Regions from separate parts of the Gossypium hirsutum genome. Here region 1 is linked to region 2. The links are chromatin contacts, called in public Hi-C maps. All regions are on one chromosome and are shown on one strand. Each heading gives the region's core, a stretch centred on a gene start, on an enhancer-like site or on the middle of the called end of the contact. The rest is flanking DNA. Distances are from core to core; before and after follow the strand shown.

Evidence for each region. Hi-C and Micro-C count contacts between places; a contact is called where the count stands out from the background.
Region 1: a Hi-C map of leaf shows a contact between it and region 2, with 2.3 times the contacts expected there. The contact joins the promoter of LOC121218634 here to the promoter of LOC107962413 in region 2. A contact is called at or near these places in 2 of 34 Hi-C or Micro-C datasets (hypocotyl and leaf).

Annotation. Positions count from the first base shown.
Region 1 is chrD06:63,940,969-63,945,874 of Gossypium_hirsutum_v2.1, forward strand. It overlaps LOC121218634, which reads right to left and starts at 2,164. Exons shown (of 5, transcript XM_041096173.1): 1 at 1,086-2,164. The coding sequence starts at 2,007.
Region 2 is chrD06:63,684,846-63,689,461 of Gossypium_hirsutum_v2.1, forward strand. LOC107962413 (Golgi SNAP receptor complex member 1-1) reads left to right here and starts at 1,682. Exons shown (of 5, transcript XM_016898797.2): 1 at 1,682-1,882; 2 at 3,744-3,983; 3 at 4,441-4,608. The coding sequence starts at 1,844.

The DNA of each region.
Region 1 (4,906 bases), core at 914-3,413, 260 kb after region 2:
CGATCCACTCAGTGCTAGCAATATTCAATCACTGAATCTCGGACTCCACAGTCCAGAGAAAACAAAATCTTCAGAAAACTAGAGCATATTTAGGGTTAAATCACTTTTCCCACATTAGGGCTGGAACTTTTTTTTGTCCAAGTTAGGCCCCAAACTTGGCAATTGTTTCCACATATGGGCTTCAACGTTTTTTTGTCCAAGTTAACCCTTGAAAACCCTAAAGTTCAGGCCCCAATGTGGAAATAATTGTCAAGTTCAAGGACTAATTTGGACAAAAAATAGTTCTAACCCCAATGTGAGAAAAGTTGCCAAGTTCAGGCCCCAAATAGTGGTTTAACCGCATATATAAAGTGATTTTTCCTTCAGAAAGAAACCAGTAAATTTAAGACAATAAGACACTTGAACTGAATTTCCTAAATTGTACAAAATTATCTCCTTCACTCAGATTTCACACCAGAAAATGAACTTAGAGTAGAATAAATCCCATTGATTTAACCATATCGATGATTTGATTTGCCATTATATCTTTTAGTTTTGAACCCCCAAAGAAATAAACACACATGAAAGAAACTCGAAACACTGTGCTCAAGGTTTCTCGTTGCAATGAAACTGTTGCCACAGCTTCTGGTTTAAAACCATAGAATAACTTTGGTTAGTGAAACCAGATAGGTTTTTATCCTTTAAAAAAAACAAAAACCGTCTACAGAGTTAGTGTCTGCTTCATAACTAAAAATCACCAAGAATCATCTTTGAGTTCTCTGCACTAGGAACTTTTAATTCAAGAAAGGGGCTTTACCACTTATGCTCTTTTCTACTCCCATTTCATAACAAATCCCAGACTTCCAGTCTGACATTCATTCACATTATTGACAATCGAACTTAGCAAGTTCCCTTTTTCGCCTAATTGCCACCGACTACGGAATTATAAGATTCTTTTAACCCTATTTCATAACAGAACTCAGACTTCAAGCTTATGACAATCATTCACATAATTCACAGTCAAGCTTGGTGCTTTATCACTTTGACCTAATAGTCATTGAAACAAACACAAATACCTTATGTCTACTGTTAAGTCGAAAAGTTACCTAATTTATTTTTCTGTTTTTCTTCGTCAAACCTCTTCAAAGTGTACAAGCCATCCCTTAAATCCGTGAAGTTAACCCCACTGATCCGCACATCGGTTTCCTTCTCTTCGATTGCCCTTAACTTTATCAACCTTTCATTCAACTCCTGCAATGAAAACCCACCCTCCTTATCCGGCGGCCGTAATTCCTTCAACCTCTGCCCTAACTCTTCATAACCGTACATCCTAACAAACTCTGTCCTCATTGCAGTCTCTCCTCCTTTAGCCTTACCTTTCATCTCCCTCTCGAAAATCGAGGCCGGTAGTTCAGTCGAAGTCCCACCAATCACCGGGGAGACCACTCTGTCAGCTGAAGGCTTCAACTTTAAATCATTCTTAAATGCCGATAAAGAGATTAATGGACCTGATCTTCCCTCCACGTTGTTATTCGCCTCAGAATTCTGTTTCATGTGCCGCAGACTGTTCCTTAAAGTTTCCATCGCCCGTTTCCCACTAGTACCAAAACCATCAGGACTTTCGTTGGACTCCCCTTGTTTAGCTAAGGCGTTTCGTTTGAATAATTCTTGGAACGAAATATGTGGTTGTGATTGTGATGGTGTAGGAATGGGCTCAGCAGAAGACGGCACCGCGGAACGTCGGCGGAACTCGGAGAGATTCTTACGGATTTCCAGTAAGGAAGCGCTTACTGACATAGGTTTGGAATTGGGAGTCGAAGGATTTGTGGGGTTTCTGGGTCTTTGTTGGTGTTGGTCAGTTTTGACATCGCCGAAGTAAGAAGAGACTGAAGGGGGATTATTGGCGGTGTGGTTGCCGTTCGTGGTGGCGTCATCGTTGTTTGGGTCATTTGAAGAAGTGGAGTAAAGGTGGAAGAGTGAAGGGTTGGCGAGGGATCTGCGTCTGGATCTGGCGAGAAGGAGTGCCATAGCTATGGGGGGATTGAAAGAGAACTGTTTTTAGGGTTTGGGGGGAGATGGAGATAATTGAAAGGGGTTTAGGGTTTGGACTGAGCCGCCTCTCTTTTTGGGTAATAGCCCAGCTTGACATCCAGGCTGGGTATCATGGCTGGATTTTCTCCCATTCTTTTTTACTCCTTTTGTTTATTTTTATATTGTAATTTGTTGGTTTTTTATTTTTTGTCCACTTCATAGTTTTTTTTATTGGGAATTTTTCTTCTTCTATTGATATTAAGGGTGAGTAAAATCCGATTCGATTCAAAAAACTCAATAAAAATTTAAATTTTGAACTAAATAATTTGAGTTATTTGAGTTAATCGAGTTATTCAGATCAACTTGAATAAAAAATCAAAATTTTTAGTTTAACTCGAATTGATATGAATTACACAATTCGAGTTATCCAAAAATCTAAATAATAAATGACAAAACTACGCCGTTTTGATAAATGTTTACCTTTTCTAAAATTAAAAGTCAAAACCATTAAGTTAAAAGACAAAATCATTATATTGTTTATGTAGTTAAATAATCTTATACTTTGTCTACTAGTATAAATAATAGGATTCGTTAACTCGACTTGACTTTACTCGAATTTTTTTTACTCGGCTCGATCGAATACTCACCCCTAATTGATATTATCATAACAAAATATTTCTTTGAATACTTTGATGTGGTTAAAAGTTGGGGTAAACAATTGTTAGGGAGAGATTTCAAATAATATATATACTTTCACTAACTCATGTTTTCGTTGAATTAGTGTTATTAGCACTTTGTTTCCTACTTTTGAAGATCAATATTTGCTTGTCTCTTGCTTCCATAATCGAGTTGTAAAGGTCAAGTTGATTGATCTTCTTTTCAGTTCCTCCTTTATTGAACTTCCACAAGCATATAATTAGTTTGAATGGAAATTTAAGCTTGCAAAGGTTCATCCAAACTTTTCTCGATAGGTCCTTCGAATTATTCTCATTTTGGTTAAGATTCTAAAAAATATGGTAAATAGACTTGATGGAAAATATACCATTAGTGTCAATTTTTCAAATAAGAGAGAAATTTTGGTTAGAACCCAAAAATTCAATCTAATCGATTTAGTCAAATTCGGTTTGAACAGTTCAGTATTATTAATTATTTTGATCAGTTACTAATTTTTTAATTTTTAAATGATTTTGGTAAAAAAATTTTGAATTAATTTAATATTTTTTAAATTAATTAAAATACATTTATAATATATAAAATAAATATATATTATTCAACCTCAATGCCATCCCCTTCTTGTCAAGGTGGCTAGCTAAGGTTGTGCTCTTATTGTTTGCCTTAGGGTGAGTTTGGATGGGCGGTGCGTTTACTTGCAATTAGTGTAAAAACAGCGGTGGTGGTGAGATTAGACACTGTAGCGATACTGTAGCGTGAGACAAAAAGAAAACTAAACGCACCGCACCCAATCGCCCATCCAAACCCACCCTTAGTTAGGCTTAGGCTCATCTTTAGCCCTCTATTTTTCTTATTGTTTTCTTTGTTAGGCACCACTAGGTCACTCATTTCCTTTTAACTAGTATTCAATATCACGTGCATTGTATGTGAATATAAATTGATTTAATTTAAATAACAAAATAATTTAAAATAATAAGATATTATTTGTAATATCCCGAAAATTACTACAGTAAGAAAGTAAGTATACTTGATATAGTAAAATAATGAAACAAAGTGACAAAAAGCAAAATTTTGATTTATGTCAACATTGGGAAGTATATTATGACATATTAATGCAAGAAAGGACTAATTCGCAAAAGTGAGAAAAGTTTTGTTACCCAGGAGTAAATATTTAAAATTTGAGGGTTAAAGTGTAAATATAAAAAAGTTGAAGGATTAGTTGTGCAAATATTTTAAGGGTGGAATGATCTAGAAACTAAGGAAAATGGATTAATTAGGACCAAATTGAATAAGTGAAGAATTATGAAGGACTAAATTGTAATTTTACTAAATTAAGTGATGACTCAATGATGGAATTTTAAAAGATCATGAAGGACAAAATGGTCAATTAGAAGGAGAGAGAAATCTAGAAGGCAATGATGATGTTGGAAATATTTTAGATAAATAAATAAATAAATATTAATTTATAATATTTGATTTGATTTTTTTAATGATATTTTATTTTTATTTAGTATATATATATGTGGAAAGAAAGAAAAAAAAAGCCACCATCCCACCATTTTTCCCATGCAAAGAGAGAAAGAAAGAAAGTTTTACTTTCTTTACAATTTGGTCATTTCACAAAATACTCACCATTTTCACTGATAAATCAAAAGAATTTCCATATCCATCAAGAATGAAAGATAACAAGGAGACTGTGGGGAGCTAAAATATCAAGTTAGATTCAAGAAATAGAAACTGGAGGAGAGAGAAAATCAAGTTAAAGTTTGAAACTAATAGAACAAGGTAAGAACATCAAGATTTCAATACATTTTTAAGTTTGATATTATTGAAAAAGCATGGAAATGATGTTATAGTAGAGTTTTCTTATATAAGGTCTTGTGTTCTTGATATATTAGTGAAGGAAAATAAGTGAAAGTGATGGGAATAAGGGAGTTATAAACTTAGTAATCAACATCTTGCACTAAAACAATTTTGGACAGCAGCAGTAGGTTAACTTTGAAAAATCAACATAAATTGTGGAAATCGAATTAGAGGATGAAAAAAATATGGAATTAAATCTTATTGCGTATAGTTTCTCATAGAAGAAACGGTGTAAGTACTGGAATTGTAAATCATGAGATATAATAAAATTTGTGAGACAAGGTTAGAATGATTTCGGGTTCCCCTATTCTGACTTTGGAAAATCATAAAAAATTGGAGAAAAATAATTAGGAGCTTAAAT
Region 2 (4,616 bases), core at 432-2,931:
TTGGATGACAATGATATGATGAATTTAGGCTACAATGGCTTATTTGGAAGGCATTTGTTATCTCTCTTTGAATTACTTGCTTTTCAGGTATTAGTATTGTTCGGACTCTTTATTGTTTTTGAAGTATCTGTGTTGGACACAAAGATATGAGTATATGAATTTGAATGATACTTAAAATACATGGAAAAATTTAGAAAATTTTCTGATACACATGTCTTTATTCGAAACTCGTACTCGAATCCAAGTAATCAATTTAGTAGGCTATCTCTTCCTCAAGGGACTAGATATTAACTTGTACCCAGCTATTCTTTTGGAGGGTAATTTCCCTTTCATAGCTTAGAAACCCAATCTGAGTTGGTCTAACAAAATTAAGAACCAATTTGATCAAACTCTCTAAGATATGAACTGACACTTTTGATGGTTTGAAGTGATTCAATTAAAAAAAGATGAGTTAGAGTCTGGGGTGTAATTTAAAATATTAAATAAAATTTTGTTTTTGGTGAATTACAAGAGGGAAAAACCTTAATAGGAACATGATTAGTGCAGTTTGAGACAGTGAATACTCTGACCATTAAACTAACCTGCTTAAATCAATAACTAATCATTTTAACTTACCCAATGAATTATTTTAACCAAAACAGAAATCAACCACCTAAATCAAATAGTTGGTTAAGTGGTTATTGAATGTAATGAAAGAAAAAGAAAATATTATAATAATTCTATTAAAACTCGCTTTAAACCCTTTACGATGTAGATGAGAAATAAAATTATGTAATAAATATTTTTATAAAATTAATATAAATTAATAAATAAGGTTTTATTTTAAATGATAAAGTAAATATATTAATAATGTTTTGAGCTCAAATATCATCATGCGTATATTTTAATTTTATTTTATAAACCCTCCAAATAATTATATATCAATGACATTTATTAAATTCAAGTTTTAAATGGCATTTTAAAAATAATAATATTAAGGTTAAATTTTGGCATTAGTCCCTATACTTTTATGAAAATCATGGATTTAGCCTTTATATTTTAATTTGGTCATTTTTAGTTATTGTACTTTTCAAAATTTAAAATTTCAGTCCTCACCAAATGATAACTGTTAAATTTATTAAGTTATGCTATTTCTAAAATTTGATGCGGCAAACATATTATCATATGTATAATGCCATGTTAATTTGTTACTTTCACATATTTCTCACTAAAAATCCAGTCAATGGATTAACGACCATCATTTATATTAATATTGGAGTTTTAAAATTTTAAAAAAAAAATATAGGGGCTTAAAATGATCTAATTGGTGAATATTGGCTAAATCTACAACTGTATACATAGTACATGACTAGCAATTGAATTTAATTAAACATATTTAACGGTTATTATTTGGGCCAAAACTAAAATTTCAAAATTCAAAATGCAAGGGGACTAAAATTAATCAAATATACGGACTAAATCTATAACTTTTGCAAAGTACAGGGACTAATAGAAAATTTTAACCTAAAATCAATCTTTGAACCTAATTGCCGTTAGGATTGGGTTCAGAGAGCAGACGACCTATCCCTGTCCCCAAACAACCCTTCAACCTACAGCCTTCTTCAAAACGAAGCGTTTTAGTCCTTCAAATATTTTTTTAATTATTTTTCCTTTTAATTTTTTTATATATATTTGTTTGTACATATCAAATCAAAATAGTTGAAAAACTCGTAAGTAAATAAATAAATAAATAAATAGAATCCTCCAAAAATTTAAAAAAAAAAAGAGAAGAAATTTCGAAGGCTTTGAAAAAAAAAAAATCGAACGAAGAAGAATTTGTTAAGCGATCGATCTGTGGATTACGATGGAAGTGCCTGTCTCATGGGATGCTCTACGCAAACAGGTGTGTTTTGATTCTGTTTGATTAGAAAAAATATAGAAATTTTGGCATCGGAAAAACCTAGGGTTATATAATTCTATTAGATTTGATTGAATTTGGTGTGAATTGTTTAGGAAGTTCAGGTTTCTTTATTTGGTATTTTTAGAAAATTTCAATGAAGTAAACGAATTTTTTTTTGTTTTTGTTCTATCAGATCTTCAAAATTTCTTCATTTTTTTTTGAAGTAGTTGAGTTTTCTTATTGGAATTTGTTCAAATGAAATCGAAATCTGGAAATTCAATGTACTGAACCTGTTTTTTCCCCTATTTGGGTAATATTATTGGGGAAACAAATATAGATTATGTATTTGTTGCTTGTACAGAAAAATTAAAACTTTTTGTTAATTTCCAACTCTGGAACTGTTTATACTAATTAGAGATTTAGCTAAGATTTACTGTTTTACTAAAACTTGTTGCACATTTTGTTTGTTCATTTTAATTTTGAGAGATCTGTGGGCCGTGGGGGTATAATTCTCCTAATATATGAAAAAGCTTAGAACAAATGGGCATAGTTTGTTTAACACATACTCATATCTGACACCAGTTAACCTAGGTTTCATGTGTTTCTGTTTTGTCTTTCCTTCGCATATTTTTTGCTCTAAATGAATGGTCCGGTCTATGGTGTCTGTGAATCTAGTTTCATCTCTAATTACAAATAGATGAAGTTTTTTTTTTTTCCAAATTTATCTTTTCTGCTGAGAATGGGAGTTTACCTGTGAGGAGGAAATGCTGGAAGTTTCCTATAGCAATTGATGAAGACGAATGTTGTATTTCTTTGTTAAAATATTTACTTTATCTTCTGGATTTTCTGTGTGGTTGATATTGCAATATAATAAAACTAAATCCAATTTAACCTTGTGTCAAATTACTTGCTGGCAACTAAAATTCGAGGTACTAATGATGTCGTTCAGTTAAATATGATGATATCAGTGTTCGATTAGTTTGCTATCGTAACTGATGTAGATCAGAGTGATGGCTGATAAGAGTTAATTGATTGCCTTCCCTGAATAAGGTAAACAGGATTTTATAAAAAATATAAATAGATGACTTTTCTGCGTAAGTCCATATTTTGATGTAGAGTTCCGTTTGAAATTTGACGGTGGGTGTGAAGGCTTGCCTGAAAATCATTAGGTTCCTAGTCTGCAAGGATATAGCAAAATTGAAAATTGTTATCTTTCTTTAAGAATTTGAACTGTGTCAAAATTTAAAGGAACCATATATGTAGCTGTTATTTCTCCTCTAACTTGCTGATTGAATTTAATTTTAGACTGAAATTGCTTGAGTGGTCGTCCCGCATAAAATCACATATCTTCCTTAATGGTTGTGGATAAGCCTTCTTGTTGAAAATTGTAATAGACTTCTTTTAAAAAGTTCTATAAGGAGAAAATGAACTGTAATGTTTCATTTCCTGCATTATCTAATTAACTGGGTTATGAATTTTGTAAGTTTTAGTTGCCATGCGTAGCATCAGTGCATTACCATTCTAGCTTATATAACTGGTTCAACAATCAACCTTACATTAGACAAGGTACAATATGCTTCCTGATAATCTTTTTAGGTTAAGACTGGAAGAGCATGATTTGAGTCACCAATATCAAAATATTGTTGAAAGAGGTGCTTCATTATTTTCCTCTCGGAATATTTCATTTAGATTTTCAAATTTTAGTGGCAATTAATTTGACATCCTTAAATTTATGGCATTGAGATTATGCCATTGAAATGACCTTCTTTGGCGTTAAGAACCTTTTATTTGCCTGAAGGACATTGGATATATCCTAAAATGGTAATAGTCGCATAATGAATGACTTTGTGCACTGTTATTGCAGGCAAGGAAACTCGAAGCTCAGTTGGATGAGCAAATGAATTCATATCGTAAGTTGGTCTCCAGTAAGGCTTCGATAAAAAATGACTTGGAAGAGAATGGTATTGAATCTGGTATCGACCGACTACTAAAACAGCTACAAGAAGTAAATATGAAAATGCAAGACTGGGTCTCATCTGGTGGATCTGAAATGGTTTCTCATACCTTGACTAGGCATCAGGAAATTCTTCAAGATCTCACTCAGGTATTGTGGTTCATAAAATATTTTTTATTTATCTCTGTCTGCCAGGCAATCTTCATTCTTTGCTTTTTCATTTTTGTCCCTGTAACACAAGCTTTTCTTCTCCCGTCTTTCAATTTAAAGTTAAAATAAAAGTGACTTTATGTCTCCCAATCTGTTTGTAACTGATAATAAAAGAAAAGAAGAGGTTAAGAGCCTTTACAGTGAATGCTAGATGCAACATTTCTTCTCATCCTGCAAATATACCAAATATACTTTGTTTCTGCAACCATTTTCTACCCTGCATACTAGTTTAGTTCGGCATCTTCATATGTCTGTAGACACTTGCAGGCTTGTAGCTTTCTATATGCACCTTTTTGAACCTCCAAATATACATTCTTTTGCCATGAAAACATTAACAGGAGTTACTAGATTGAACTGCGCAGAAACTAACCTGATATTAGACCTGATTGAAGTGCAGGAGTTCTATCGTCTTCGCTCTAGCCTTAGAGCTAAACAAGAACACGCTTCTCTACTGGAGGATTTTAGGGAATTTGATCGGACTAGATTAGACTTGGAAGAAGGTGTTGGTTCCACAGAACAAGCTCTACTTAAGGAGCATGCGGCCATCAGTCGAAATACAGGACATGTATGTAA